2 separate regions of the Zea mays genome follow, and region 1 is linked to region 2. The links are chromatin contacts, called in public Hi-C maps. All regions are on one chromosome and are shown on one strand. The core of a region is the stretch at or near the end of the contact, and the rest is flanking DNA. Distances in the headings are between cores, read along the strand shown.

Region 1 (4,069 bases), core at 530-3,029, 800 kb before region 2:
GGTAATAAAAGTGATCAAGGACACAACATGTCTGGGACTTGAGATTCCAGGTACCAGGATGACCTTTAGGTGACTCGTGACCTCGAGCTAGTTGTAGCAATACAAACAAACATGGTATAGACAAAATTAACATCCCACTAAACATAAGAATAAATTTCATAATAATGGTCTACACATTGCTACGAGATCGCGGGAACAAGAATCGCTAAATTCGGAGTTACGGTTGAGGAGTTATGATTTATGGAAGATCTTCATGGTTAAAGTATGTAAAGCTATATTCTATGCTGATTATGTAAACTATATGAGTAAGGATATTAAAGAGATAACTAACTCAACTTTTACTCTAATTTATAATCCACTTAAAGATCATACTTTAGTCAATTTCAGAGGAACCAAATTAAAATACCTCTTTTCCTTAGGCTAGGACACTTAACCCTATAAGTATATGTATTTAATTATTTTAAGAACATGACAAAACAATGTCACTAATGCCTGAGTAATTTTATTATGAAGCTAACACAATTTGAACAGACCAAAACGGAGTTACGATTATTTAGTTATGAATTTCTAAAGTCATTTAGTAACTAGAATAAAATAACTCAAGTGAATAATTTTAATTCAAGTTTCATGACTAAACAGAGCTACTAGTTGGTAGACAATTTTATTACAAAATTAATGCCACTGGAATGGATCAATTTGGAGTTAAAATGAATTTAATATGAATTATACAAGTTTCTGGAATTATTTGCGTACTAAAAATCAATTTCTGAATTTATTTATTTGATTTCTCGAGCTCTGGACAGAGCAACAAATACTAAAAAGTCTGAGGTTAATATCGCAAAAGTCCCACAGACTCAGACTTTCTTCAGGGTGGACTGCGGGTTGTTTCCGAATAAGCCAAGGGGCTAATCCGTAAAATTGGCGCCGCGAAGGGGTACAGGTAAGGTCGACCGTCCGATCACGACCCGAGTGCTTGGATCTGTTCCTTACTTAAATCGAACCGGTACGCACTGCGAGCCATTGGATCTAAAATCTCTGTTCTGGATTTTAAATCATCGCCATCGGACTCTGTCCGCCGACCCGACGATCAACGACCGAGATGAGCTGGGCCAAACCAGTACGGGGCCCCAATCCTGGCCGTTGGTGGCCAGATTAGCGGTCAGATGTGCTCCCACAACCCAGGCGGCCGAATGGCGGCGCATAGGCCCTCCCTGCGGCGGCGGGTTCGCGGGGTTGGTGGTGCCGGCGCCTCCAATCCCTAATCTCTAATCCAATCGGTGCCACACAATCCTACGAATGAGGCGAAAGTGTCAAGGGGCTTACCAAAGTTAGGGATCGGATCTGGAGAGTCGACCAGGGTTCATGGCGGCTCCACGGCAGAGCTATGCCCCGGTGAGCAATTGCTCGAGCTCCAAAGGTGCTGCCCGATCGATTGGCACCCGCTGGCGTCCTCTCTCTCTACCTCTTTCTGCTCTTTCTCTCCGTCCACGGTGGGGTATTCAAGGTGCCAGCCCGTGGCTTATAGCAAGGGGTGACTATGGTGCTATACGAAGCAAGCGGAGGCCACGGACTTGTAACCACCCAAGGTGCTCCTGGCAGAGGTGGTTACAGCACGCGCAGAGCTTGCTATAAGGTAGAGGAGGAGGTCCTGCATGCGCGGGTTCCAGTGGAATAGGGATCTTTCCCTAACCTTGCACGGAATTCTGTTATGGCATGCGCAAGGGAGGAGATGGCTCTGACGGGTGGGGCCCACCTGGAAGTGACGCCGGGGAAGTCCTCCGCGAGAGTAGAGGCATTCGCGTCAGCCGGTTGCGCCCGAGGAGCAGTCACGGTCCACACGTCAGTGACAAGGAAGTGCGCCCGCTCACGAAGACTAACACGTGGGACCGCCTGCAGCAACCCCACCGAATTTTTTGTTTTTGAGTCCTTTTTGTGTCAAAAATTTCCAATTAGACCCCCAGAAAACTTAAATGCAATTTTGGACCCATTTCTCGGCGCCATGAGCTATGGCGCCGAGTTTACACATCTCGGCGCCATAGATCTTGGCGCCGAGCTACCTGCCGCGCTGTCGTCCACGAGCTGACGCGGCGTCGACGTGGCACCGAGCTCGGCGCCAAGATCTATGGCGCCGAGCTCGAATATATAATCACAAAACTTGTCTAGCTCAGTTGGCAGAGCGCAAGGCTCTTAACCTTAAGATTGTGGGTTCGAGCCCCACCGTGAACATATTTTTTTGTCTTTGTCACTGATTTGTTTTTTATTGTCCAGATTTTTTTTGTTTATGCTGCTGATTTGTCCGTGCGTTCAATATTTTTTTGTTTATGCCGCTGATCGTGGGTGAGCAGTGTTGCGTGTCCATGCAGCAGTGATGTAGTAGTAGTGTAGGAACGATAGGGAAGACGAAAGGTGCCTTGCCCGGCCGCAGCAGGAACTTTTCTTACCGCGGCGGCGCGACCTGCCGCCCACAGCGCACCTGCATCTGCATGCATGCACCGCCCAGCAGTCCCTCCCCAGCTTTGTTGTTTCTTGAACCGGGCCGACCTCGTCCTGCAGGTCGCACAAGTCAGTATACTCAGATGTGCCAGAAGCCCAGAAACGAGGTCGCAGTATATATAGCTACCAGTAGTGATGTTGCAGGACCTTAATAATGCACCATTGTTGGCACGTGTTTGGATGCTTCCATCTCACATGCCGCAGGCCGGGTGGAGGGAGGTGCGCCATGCATGGGCGGCTGCTGCAGTGCTACGACTACGACCGATAAGCAACGCACTGCAGCAGTGCTGTCTGCACTATATTAAGCCTGTCGTGTGCCCCCGAACAGATCGCCATGGTATGCATGCGCGCGCGGTACGACGGTTTTGTATGTGCGACTGTGCGAGTTATATTAGCTCTCTAGCTCTTGTACAAGGCTGACCACCAATTAAAGCACCCGTTTTACAAACAAAATTTTTTGGGGGTGGGGGGGTCATCTCTGGATACTTGAAAATCACTGGTGGAAATATCAGGAAAAATATATTACTAATGCTAGGTGCCACGAGCTAGCATGGTATACGTACGAACCCTACAGGTACGGGGCTGTTGGTGGCAGAATTTGCCGCGAAGCACATGTGATTACCCGTCGTCTGTGCAGCACACCCATGAGAGCTATATATATGTGCAGCCGAAGCCGAAGGAAATGGCCTTTCCCTGGCCGATAAGCACCGCCGTCTGCACAAGGCATGTCTCGACAAAAAATATGCGTGTCAACTGAGCTCACATGTGAAGAACGAGATCACATGTGAAGAACGAGATCACATGTGAAGAACGAGATCACATGTGCGTGTCATACAAGGCACGCCGATAAGCACACCTATGAAGAACGAGATCACATGTGCGTGTCATACAAAGACAAAAAATATTGAACGCACGGACAAATCAGCGGCATAAACAAAAAAAATCTGGACAATAAAAAACAAATCAGTGACAAAGACAAAAAAATATGTTCACGGTGGGGCTCGAACCCACGATCTTAAGGTTAAGAGCCTTGCGCTTTGCCAACTGAGCTAGACAAGCTTTGTGGTTATATATTCGAGCTCGGCGCCATAGATCTTGGCGCCGAGCTCGGTGCCACGTCGACGCCGCGTCAGCTCGTGGACGACAGCGCGGCAGGTAGCTCGGCGCCAAGATCTATGGCGCCGAGATGTGTAAACTCGGCGCCATAGCTCATGGCGCCGAGAAATGGGTCCAAAATTGCATTTAAGTTTTCTGGGGGTCTAATTGGAAATTTTTGACACAAAAAGGACTCAAAAACAAAAAATTCGGGCAACCCCACACAGCCACGCATCCCTGATGATGGCCTGACAGGTGGGCCCTGCCCACCAGTGAGCGAGGGCGCGGGAGGCAGTGGGCCGAGGGAGGTAGATCTGGCCAAGGTGAGTTTTTCCTTTTCTATTTCTTTTTATTTCCTATTTCTTTTCCCTTTTCCAATTTGAAACATCCAACCAATTTCAAATCCTTGTTTTAAATTTCGAATTTCAAATCTCCACATAGTCCTATTGTGAATACAAATCCCACTAAATGTAATATTATT
Region 2 (4,485 bases), core at 1,242-3,741:
GTGTATTTCTAGACTTAGACTTAGATTGAAAGGGAAATGGAGTTGTAGGCAAAGGCAAGGCTTCCACTACAACTTTGTCAGGATCGTATACCCTTTGCCCTACTCATGTATTTACATTGATATCTTTCTTGTTAAAGGTCTCTAAGTTTCTTCGTTTTTTGCGCTTAATGCCAAAGGGGGAGAAATTAATAGGTCAAAGCAAAAGGACCGCACCACCATCCTGTTTTCTGAAAACTTTTTTTCCAAATTATCGTATTTACAAAAACCCTCTTGATAGCTAAGGGGAGAACTTTTTCAAGGGGAGCTTTTATTTAGTCAAAGGAAAAGCATTTGAAAAACCTCTTGACAGCTAAAGGGAGAACTTTTTCAGGGGGGCTTTTATTTAGTCAAAGGAAAAGCATTTGAAAAAGGGGGAGAATCTTCAAAACTTGAAAATGCTTTTGGAAATTATATTCCTATACCGTTGGCTAATTACAAAAGAATTTGAAATGACTTTTCCAAAAGATTTGTAAAAACAAGCTAAGTGGTGCAAATGTGATCCAAAATTTTAACTATATCAAAACATTCATATATACTTAGAACTGCTTTCATTTCAAAATAACTTATGCACAACTGTCAAAATACAAACTAGCTACATTTCTACACTTTATATTTGCTTTGATTTGTGTTGGCATCAATCACCAAAATAGGGGAGATTGAAAGGGAAATGGCCTTAACCATTTTCTATAATTGATTTTGGTGCTTAACGACCATCACAAGTCTTATGGACTAACTAGTTTGCCTAGTTGAATATTTCTCAGGTGCATAAGTTTATCTAAATCAATTCTAAGTCAACTGTCCAGAATACCGTAGATTATTCCGGACAGGAGAAGCTTTTTGGAAAGTTCACCTGTGCATGGACCGTTCGGGCCTTTCTACCAGACCGTCCGCGACACCAAGGTGAGCCTCGGACAGGAACTATGCAAAACACGCATTTACACTGCGGACTGTCCGAAGGAGAAGAGAGCACCATCTGGGACAAAGCTCAGACCGTCCGGCCTCAGGCGCGGACCGTCCGCTCGTTGAAAAACCAGAAGAAAAAAAACCCGAAGGTGACAGGTTCGGTAAAATGCATTTTTAGCGTCCTCGTGGACTGTCCGGGGTGCAGGGTCGGACCGTCCGCAACTGCTGTGTCTGACATCTGATGACACATTTAATGCACTTGTAGCCATTGATATAGCCGTTACTGCTGACTGTTGCGATTCCAGCCGTTGATGTGTAGGGGCGGACCGTCCGCGGTTGGCAGAAAGGAGGCAATGGCTAGGAAGTGGTTGGTGGTTATAAATACAACCCCAACCACCTCCATTCAATCTATCCAAGCATTCTACTCACTCACAATCAATACAAGAGCAAGCAATTCATTCCAAGACACCTTCAAAGCTTCCAAACCTCTCCAAGTGCCATAATTGTAACTAGTGATCATTAGAGATTAGTGACTTGAGAGAGTGTGATCTGGTGTTTCATTTGTTGCTCTTGTTGCTTGTATTTTAATCGTACTTTCTTCATCTCCTTCTAAACTCTCTAGTGACTTGTATGTCTAGCAAGAGACAACTAAGTGTGTGGTGGTCCCTACGGGGTCTAGGTGATCCTTGAGATTAAGAAGAAGCACTCAACTGGTCTAAGTGATCGATTGAGAGAGGGAAAGGGTTGAAAATGGCCCGGCCTTAGTGGACTCCTCAACGGGGAGTAGGTTCATTGGAACCGAACCTCAGCAAACAAATCGTTGTGTTCATTTGTGTTGATCATTACCATACGATGATTCTTCTCCCCTCTATAGCAACTTATAGCAAGAAGAACTCTCTTCCACACTCTGATTTCGTTATTACTTATTTCTAATCCTAACCCCGGGTGAAGTTCATGTTCAAAGTTTATAATTTTTAGGTTCCGCCTATTCACCCTCATCTAGACGACTTTCACAAAATAAAGGAAAGCATACACCATTCAATAAGCATGCACCATCCATTAAACAAAAAGAGGCATACATAAATAACTCATGGAAAGAGGATAATTAGCCTATTGTTTATCCCTATTTTAGTTTTAGAAACACCAATTCTATTTTTCTTTTAAATTTTTTAACCAAGAAACCTATTTTCATCAACTACTAAATCTAGAAATAAATCAAACTTTGGAGGTTGTGAAACTGCTATGAAAACTATCCTAAAATATTTAGCATAATTTTAGCAAGCTAAAAAAACAACAACCAATTTTATTGGTTTTGAAACAAGCAATTTATGGCCAAAATACTATTGTAGGGACAAATGGTAAAGAAAAATAGGCCTCGGGGACCTAACTGAAAAGAACAAGGACCTGATCGCAAGTCTTTTACGAGGTGGAAGGATCGGTCTACGAATACCTAAACGATCAGGGCTCTTTAACAAAAATGCCTGCACGGCTCGGTCGAAGGGACATCGGTCTCTTGTGGCCGTTCGATCAAGGTCCAAGGGCTAAAATTAAAATGGGCAGCTCAAGTCGGATGGAGTATTGGCCACAGGTGGCCATCCGATCCAAATCCGAGGGCCAAGATTGAAATGAGCGGCTAACCCAACTACATTAAACCCTAAGCGCACAATCCAGATTCGACGGGCCAGAATGCGTGGCTTGGCTCGCGCGCAAGGCTCTACGAGCCAACGAACTGGGGGACAAAGAGGAAGCACAGTGCACGATGGCGCACGGCCGGTGACTCGCCGGATTTGGTCGATACAGCACTCCGAGAGGCTGAATTGATCGGGGATGGCTCAAGTAGCAGCTAGGGATAAAGTCGAATGCGACTGATGCCTTACTGAGGGGGTTGAGATAGTGAGGACGGCTGGCGACAAGGAACGATGGTCGGCAGGGCTCAGGTGAGGTCGAAGCAATGACGTGGGGCTGGACCGAGCCAGGGAAGACGTGGAGAACCAGCAGTGAGTTTGGGTATCACCACAACAGCCTTGGCGTGGGCGGAGAAGCGCCAAGGGTGCTCGGCCACGAGCAATGGCGGTTCGGTGGTGACGGTGAGCGTGGGCAGAAGGAAGGAGAACACGGGAGAGGGTGCCGATGCATGTGATCGACGATGGGGGATCGGGTGGTTCTTATAGGAACGAAGCCGTGGGTGAATCAGCTCCAGAACTGTGGATATCTCCAGTGATTGAAGATCCGGCCACCTACCATAAACGGTGCTCACGAATGGGGAAAGAAATTCGCGTCAGGGGGAGGAAAGGATTAAGGGCAATCGAGGGGAAAAGGAAGGGGGTCTCGGCATGCTCCACTTCGGGCAAGGAATCGGTCGGTGGTGGCTTGGTGTGGGCGGCACGACATGGCGAGGTCCGGCGCGGGCGCGGGGGAGTGGAGGAAGGAGAACAGGGACGGCTGGCAGCAGGACCCCAGACGTCAGAGAGAGGGAGGGAAAAGAAAGGGGGTGTGGGGGCGGGCCTGTTGGGCCAAAAGCGGCCGCGGGCTGGGGGAGAGGAAGAAATACCCTTTTTCTCTTTCTCCGAATTTTGAAACTCTTTTCTTTTTCCTTTTTCATACTCATGATCAAATACTCATGAAACATGATTTAAAACTTTATAAAATTCATGAAACATTTAGAAATATAATACCTTATTTAAGGGTAAAAATAATTGGAGTATCAAAATAATCCTTGTAATTATTTATCAAGCAAAATCCATGCTCCAAAAATGAATGCATCAAAAGAGTTCAACTCTTTTTGTATGAAAAAATTATCTCTTCTCTTATGGTTTTGTACTCGACTCAACTAGTTATAAGAGATGGATTCAAGTGTTACATCTTTGCATTTAGTACAAATAGTAACACGCTCAAGTGAAGATGTAAATGCATGACAACCATTCAATTTATCAATCTTAGCATTGGATCATCATTTGCACATTTAAGACTAGAAATTGAATTGTTGCAATCTTTTAGCTCATTTCACAAAAAAAAACTATTACTTTTTTCCATGAGCTAGGGTCTTTTGAAGTTTCACATTTTTCTTTGTTTCATAAATGAGTAGATCATCCTACTTCTCCAGGGGTTCATCCTTCTCATTAATGGCCTTAATCAATTATTCACTTTATCAATTTGACTTCAAATAAGATCCTTAAAACGTTTTCATATCTTCCTCATCACTAGAATCATCACCATCACTAGAGGAAGTATATTTAGGAGAGGTTCTTGTAAATACCTTCTTTTTACTCTCCTTCGCCATGTGGCACGTGTGGTCGTCCTTCGATAGAGAGAGATCTTGTTCAAAGTGGTGGTGCAACACCATCATCGTCAGAGTCGGAGAAGCTCTCATCCGAATCACACTCCTTGTCGATATGGGCTTCGCCTCCCTTTTTCTTGTAGAATTTGTTATTTCCAAATTTCTTCTTCCCTTTCTTCTCTTCTTCCCTTCCATCATCATATTTTGCATATGGACAATTTTCAATAAAATGACCGGTCTTACCACATTTGAAGCAAGCCCTTTGC

The links. Hi-C and Micro-C count contacts between places; a contact is called where the count stands out from the background.
Region 1: a Hi-C map of bundle sheath shows a contact between it and region 2, with 4 times the contacts expected there. The contact joins two enhancer-like sites. A contact is called at or near these places in 2 of 25 Hi-C or Micro-C datasets (bundle sheath and endosperm).

The regions. Positions count from the first base shown.
Region 1 is chr10:63,912,116-63,916,184 of Zm-B73-REFERENCE-NAM-5.0, reverse strand. No RefSeq gene overlaps it. Among protein-coding and RNA genes, the nearest start is that of LOC109943106, 50 kb to the right of the region's middle. Within about 2 kb of position 1,779, at least 20 of the 20 cell types and tissues checked have an H3K27ac peak or open chromatin away from gene starts, as enhancers often do. A contact at or near this core is called in bundle sheath and endosperm, where this site is marked.
Region 2 is chr10:63,113,872-63,118,356 of Zm-B73-REFERENCE-NAM-5.0, reverse strand. No RefSeq gene overlaps it. Among protein-coding and RNA genes, the nearest start is that of LOC109942989, 41 kb to the right of the region's middle. Within about 2 kb of position 2,491, at least 17 of the 20 cell types and tissues checked have an H3K27ac peak or open chromatin away from gene starts, as enhancers often do. A contact at or near this core is called in bundle sheath and endosperm, where this site is marked.